Regions from separate parts of the Hordeum vulgare genome. Here region 2 is linked to region 1. Evidence: chromatin contacts called from public Hi-C data. All regions are on one chromosome and are shown on one strand. Each heading gives the region's core, a stretch centred on a gene start, on an enhancer-like site or on the middle of the called end of the contact. The rest is flanking DNA. Distances are from core to core; before and after follow the strand shown.

Region 1 (3,426 bases), core at 566-3,065:
CATCAACAACATTTCCTGCTGCATTGCCACAATATCACTACGGAAGAATACCAGCTACAAGTTCTTTAGGTGGTTCCTCTACCATCTAAAATACAGCTCCAGAAGATGTTGCAGCACCCGGTAGAAGCCATTTTTTGACATGAAGCCACCGAGGAGGCGAGATCGCCAACGAGCCGAACACCAACCCGGCAACCATCCCTCCTACAAAGATGACTCAGATCCACGAGAACCACCCATCCTACAATTAACCAAGGTCCTCCACCCTCCACCCTCTCGAAATGCTCTGATTCCTACCACGCCACAACAAGATCTAGAAAACGAACCTCGCCTTTGGGTCGTCGTCAGCCATGGAGTGTGAAAACGATGCATGAGTATTCACTCCCTCCCTGCCCGCCGGCGACGCCGCTCCTTTGCCTAGCTACCGCGCTGACCGTTGCATCCGACGATTGCTGGAACCAGGCAGAGGACGAGGGGAGAAGGGAGCAACTGAAGGAGCAGTTGCAATGTTGTGGGCCGAGCTGCAACGACTCGCGGATGGACCAAGCCACCTGGTCGGGGTTGCGCGTGTCCGAACGAAGACAAGCTAAGCCGTGCGATTTAATGCGATCTCACGGCACAGAAGGCGATTTACACGCCGATGAAATGAGTCGGTTGATTTAAAACGTTTTACTTGATATTATGGACGGCATGTGAGACGTCTAATGATTAATACACACGCGGATAGTTGCTAAAAAAATACACACGCCGATTAAGCAAGCTTGCGTTCATGGGCTGCATGTTGCATGCACGCTATAGTGATCGTCGCGTACATGAAGCGGTAGTAGGAAAAATCCACCGACCATTTTTCACGCGATTGAAGAGTAGCTAAGAGCATCTAGAGCCGTATTTAGCAAATCCGACCCCTCAACGAGCATTCGTAGACATTGACGTGCATATCTTAAGTTTTACTTCTCATAATTGAACATCTTTATTAAATCCACAGAATCTCATGTAACTGCTTACATTGTACGGCCACTACATATAACATGTCATCGGACTATGAAAATTTGGCTTGGCTATCGTGGAGAAGATCACCCCGGCCACCCTTGCCCTTCCCGACACCATTGTTCCTTTTCGTGGAAGTACCAATCAAAGATGCAGTACGGATCAAGCTCGATTTACTCTTCGACGAAGATGTCCTCCTTCTCCTTCTTTGGTGGCAGTCCGGCCATTTCGCAGACTGTCTGGTTTTGTTTTCAGGCGAGGGCGCGCGTTTTCCTTCGCCATCGCTTCTTCACAATGCAGGCGCAGATGTCTTCCTCTTTTGCGGACGTCCCCTCCGCCGCATTAGCCGCCATGTCGACAGTGAGTCGGGCCTCGGCGGCCCTTATCCTCTCCTTCCCACGACAGGCACATCGATCCCGGTGGGACTCATACTCCGCCCGACCGGTGATGGGGAAGAAAAGATTTGAACGCCGTCGATCCCGTGATGATCCCGTCCTGGAGGGAGGTCTGTTCCAGCGATTTGAGACAAATTTAAAATATCGGACTATAGGTGAACTAAAGATCAACCATCCAGCAACCCCGTCCCTCGTTGCCACCCTAGTTTGACCCTCTTCGAAGCCCATCACCACCTTTGAACGACTTTCCAGCATCTTCATACTTTTCAACACCCCGTCCTATGTCTCCATCCGTTCTCCCGGAGCCAAACCAGCTCCCTCCCCAACCGCACTATACTACTACAACTACTAGCTGGTACTGCTACTAATACTTTTCCCTCCACTCACGTCCACACATGCATGCATACACATTTGCATCGCCACCCCCCATGGATTCCATCGTACTGTATATATAATACCCATGGATCAGACGTCTACGACAGCAGTGACAACGAACCATCATCGGTCATCGACGTCGGGAGGCAATGGAGGACTCCGTGGTGGCGATCTCTCGACGTGCTGCTTCGGGAATATGATGGACACGCTCTTTGTGCTCGGCCAGGAATCCCGGCTGCGCATCCTCCAGCAAGCAGCGTCGCGCGTCCCCGCCTGCGCCTACATCTGCGTCTGGGGGCCGATCCCAGCCGGCGGCCGCCGTCCTCCCCCTCCTTTCGCTGCCGCCAACAGGTAATTAATTAAGCATGCATGTGCGTCCTTGATTTCAATTAGTTATTGGATGCTTCGGTTGGGTCGTCTCTTACATGCAACGCCTGAATGCACGCAATGCAACCATGAGCAGAGCTCGCCGCCAGCTGTTGTGCCTGGACGCATGGCTCCGCGATGGCGGCAGTGGTGACGTCGACCGCGCGCGCGCTCTGTTCGACGCATACCGGGGTTCGCTCTGCGCGGCCGTAAGCGGGTGCGTGCCAGGGTGGGCTTACGAGGACGGCCGGGCATACATGGAGCTGCCGGAGCACGACCTGGCGACCTCGGCGTCGTCGCCGGTGCAGCTGCAGTTCTACCAGGAAGCTGGCATTAAGGTTCGCCTGATTCCCAACCAACCTCGCTTGAGTGTCGTATGCATGCATATACGTACATTTGAAAGATGCTGAGCGGTGCTTATGCGCACGGCAGGTGGCGGCCTTCATGGGATGCGAAAGCGGCGAGATCGAAGTCGGCATGTCAACGCCGGCGGGACAGATGAACCTTCAGGCCGGCCTCGACCAGATCTTCTCGGAGAATTTCTTCCAGCAGTCGCTGCTTGAGGAGCTGCTCCAACTCCCGCCTACGCGGCCGTCGTCGTCCTCCTCCTCTATGCCGTCCATCTCCGTCGGCAGCCCGACAGACGGCTCGACGTCGCTGCTGCCCACAATGGCCATGTCATCGTCCACCACGACGTCTCCCCGGGAACTAACGGCAGCGCCTCTTCTACACCCGCCCCGTCCGCCGCATCCCGCGCCATTTAGCCCGCACGGCCCTGCCCATGTCCACGGCCACGTCCACTTCCCGAGCCCCGAGGCTGACGACGTCGCGATGGCGCAGGCCATGCTCGCGGTCATCTCCGCCTCCTCCTCCTCCTCGTCGGCTATGCCTCCTACCACGTCCACGCCTCCCCTCGGCTACCGTCGCGCGCATCGGTCGCCACGCCGTGGCTCGACGACGACGGCGTTCCGGGCATACAACGCGGCGCTGGCGCCAAGGGCGCCGCGGCGGGCGTCCGACGCGCCTGGGCAGCGGATGATCAAGATGGTCATCTCTATCCTGAGGAGGATGCACACGCTCAACAACAACGGCCAGGAGCGCACCACGGGGGTGGGGGCGGGGGCGGGGGCGACGACGCAGCGGTGGCGGGAGGAAGACGAGGAGGCCGCGGCGCCCACAGCCCCGACGAGCAGCCAGCTGCACCATATGATATCGGAGCGGAGACGGCGGGAGAGGCTTAACGAGAGCTTTGAGGCGCTGAGGGGGTTGCTTCCTCCCGGATCAAAGGTACTCCTACGTGATTACA
Region 2 (3,426 bases), core at 571-3,070, 310 kb before region 1:
ATCTTTATATGATTATATGAAAGAAATATTGTTTAATCGGTGTCAACAATCTTGTTTATTCAGTGAAAATAATCTTTACTTGATCACATTATCTCCTTTCATAAACGGAAAGTGTGGTGCTGCGGAAATTGTAAGATCTGGTTCAAACACCCGACGAGTGATTAAAGTCCATGTTGACTGCACTTTGCATAATCTAATTATTGTTAGATCAATCTCAGCAGTCGACATGTTAATGTTCAACCCATAACAACACACGGGCACATTTACTAGTCTATATAAAAATACATAATGTGTGTGGAAAAAGTTGATCCTGCATTTAGAAAATGTTCGTAAAGCATTTGAAAAAAATTAAACAAGTATTTCAAAAATGATATCAAGCGTTAGAAATATGTTAAATATGCATATAAAAATGCTGATCATATATTTAAAAAATATTATTCTTGTATTTAGAAAATGTTAATCAAGCATTTAAAAATGTTAAGATGTGTATAGTAAAAATATTGACCATGTATTAAAAATATATATTAATTTTGCATTTAAAAAGAATAATCAAGCATTTAAAAAATGTTAACAATGTGTATAGAAAAATGGGTGAACATGTTTTATAAATGTGAAACTTGTGCTTTAAGAAATGTTAAATATTTATTTGAAAAAGTTATTGATGTATTCAAAAAAATTTAGAATAAAATGAAAATAAAACAATAAACCATGAAAACTGAAAAATAAAAAAAGAAAGAGAAAATAAAACCAAACAAATAAATGCATAAAAAAGGAACAGAGTCAAAACCGACAATGGAAGTAGGAAAAACAGAAAACTGTTGAAAACCAAGAAAGAAAGACAAAACAAAAAAGAAAAGAAAAATACAATGAAAACTATGGAACAAATAAAAGAGAAACCAAATAAAAACGAAAATAAAAAAATGCCCAAAAAATGAAGACCGGAAAAATAATAAGAAAACCAAACAAATAAAAAAGGAACACATCAGCGAATGACTGACTAAGAAACAAGACGAGGACACGCTATTGGGTAGGCCCATACGTGCTCGCTTCCTCTCGGATGAGATCCCATTGGGAACAGGTTGCCGCCGTGGGAAAGAGAGGATAAGGATCGTCGAGGCTTATCTCACGAAGGAAATGACGGAGACGGAGGCGACTGATGCATCGAAGCGGGCGCTCGTAGAGGGGGAAGTCATCCACACCTGCATTTTGAAAAAAACGACAACAACGAAACATGCGCGCCCTCTCCTGTGAGCAGAATCAGGCGGTCCGTGAAATGGGCGGGCTGCCACCGACGGAGGAGAAGGAGGTGAGCGGCGGCGAGGATAGCTTCAGCAACGAGAAGATCCGCCCTGATCCGTACTACGTCTACGACCGGTACTTTCACAAGAAGGACGACAAGGACGTCAGGAAGGACAAAGGCAGACGTGTATGATCTCCGTCATAGCCAAACATGCCAAATTTTGATAATTCGATGGCATATTAGTAGTGATGGAGTAGCCACACGATGTATACAATGCATCAACGTAGTAGTTGCATGCTTGGATGGATTTAAAATATGAAATTTAAGATGGCCGAATATAGAATGCATTATTTAAGACGTAATCGATCAGTGTGCATAAACAATGCGTTCACGGGTATTTGATGGGTTGAATTTAAGGGGTTCGGTTGTAGATGCTGTTAGCCGAATAAAAGATCCCATAAACAACACCATCGAGCTTTATCTTTTTTTTTTAGCAAACATCGAGCTTTATATATACAAGAGTGAGTTGCATGGCCGAAACTAGACGGGCCTACCACCACGACATTGACTTTTTGACTGGGTCCAATCCACAGGGTGACGAGCTCTGTCGTCTACAATGAAAGAGACAGAGGGCAAATAAACCTTTTGTATAATCCATTTTTTGTTCTTCTGCTTTCGCGTATAAACACATACCTCCCAAATGGGCAAAGTAATCAAACCGTACGGTATAACCGCAAGCGATGATCAACTGTTCAGTGTATCTTTAAGTGCACCAATTGCTTTTGGTAGAGATCCCATGTTCACATGGATCTGACTCTGGGTCTGGGGAACCGCTGCGGGGTGTTCGACCGGACCTGGTAAACATAACCGCGGATCGCCCCTATGTTGCTATACCAAGTCTACCGTTATATGGTACGATTAGAAGTGAAGTGTTCTTGTTTTCTCTGTCAACATGTGTCAATTCTCGGATGTTTCAGAAATAAAAGAGTCTTGAAGAAGTATTAGAGTATACTAGCAAAAGAGCCCGTGCGTTATAACGGAGCAAACCGTACAAACATGCTATAACCTAATAATCATGATTTAAGATTTTTATTTAAACTTACTGCATAAATAAAATTTAAAAATTGTTAAATAAGTAAAATAACATCATATTTAGATTGTATGCATCACTATATATTCAAATTACATTATAAATAGAAATTTAAAATTAAATAGGTAAGAAACATTATATTTCGATTCAACACATTTTTTGAATGAAAGTGCATATGTAATAATTTAAAATTAGAGTTACAGTTTAAAAGATATAATTTTTTAAAGTATTTGTTAATTATAATTGAACCGCGGATTAATTAACAACATGGACCGGCCTCGTTATGAAAAAATGGATTATACGCTACTGATTAAAATTACAGCATAAATATATTTTTAAAATTGTTAAATAGATAAAATAACATTATATTAGTTGTGCGCATCACTATTGAATTAAAATTATATTATAAACATAATTTTAAAAAATTAAATAGATAAACTAACATTATATTCAGATTCTACATATTTTTCTAATAAAATTTCATATATAATAATGTAAAATTGGAGTTATCGTTTAAAAGATATGATTTTTAAAGTATTTTGCACTTATAATGAAACTACAGATTAATTAATTGAAAACTGTAGGGGTGTTTTCGAAAACATACGGAAAACGATTGTTTTTTTTACTCAAGTATGTACTGCGGGTTTATTTTGTGAAAACTGAAGGAGCTTTTTACAAAAACTCCAAAAAACGTTTCGTTCTCTCAGCTAATTATGTACTGCGGGTTGATTTCGGGAACTCACAGGGGGTTATTTGTAAACAATACAAAAACGATTGGTTATTCACTTAAATCGGGACTGCGGGCTGATTTCGGAAAACTTTAGGGGGGTTTGTGCAAAACAACCACGACGGTCGACAGAAGCACACGGTGCTTTATTATTAGGGAGAGATACAATGGTTGATATGATAGTTTTATTTTAAATCTTGCATCTAATTTAGATATGATAAAAAATATAGCTACAATGAATCATCTCTTAGGCTTATCTTCAATAACTAGCTATTTTTGAAAACATAGTGAGACATTTTTTTAGAAGGAGGAAGCGAGCTCCTGGCCTTTGCATCAATCGATGCATGCATCCATATTATTTATAATTGT

Evidence for each region. A called contact is a pair of places that touch in the nucleus more often than the background predicts.
Region 2: a contact with region 1 is called in a Hi-C map of leaf, with 4 times the contacts expected there. The contact joins the enhancer-like site here to the promoter of LOC123404017 in region 1. A contact is called at or near these places in 3 of 6 Hi-C or Micro-C datasets (leaf and seedling).

The regions. Positions count from the first base shown.
Region 1 is chr6H:203,613,409-203,616,834 of MorexV3_pseudomolecules_assembly, reverse strand. LOC123404017 (putative transcription factor bHLH041) reads left to right here and starts at 1,815. Exons shown (of 5, transcript XM_045097925.1): 1 at 1,815-2,105; 2 at 2,218-2,458; 3 at 2,553-3,407. The coding sequence starts at 1,840.
Region 2 is chr6H:203,918,840-203,922,265 of MorexV3_pseudomolecules_assembly, reverse strand. No RefSeq gene overlaps it. Among protein-coding and RNA genes, the nearest start is that of LOC123405944, 74 kb to the right of the region's middle. Within about 2 kb of position 1,820, at least 1 of the 3 cell types and tissues checked has open chromatin away from gene starts, as enhancers often do. A contact at or near this core is called in leaf, where this site is marked.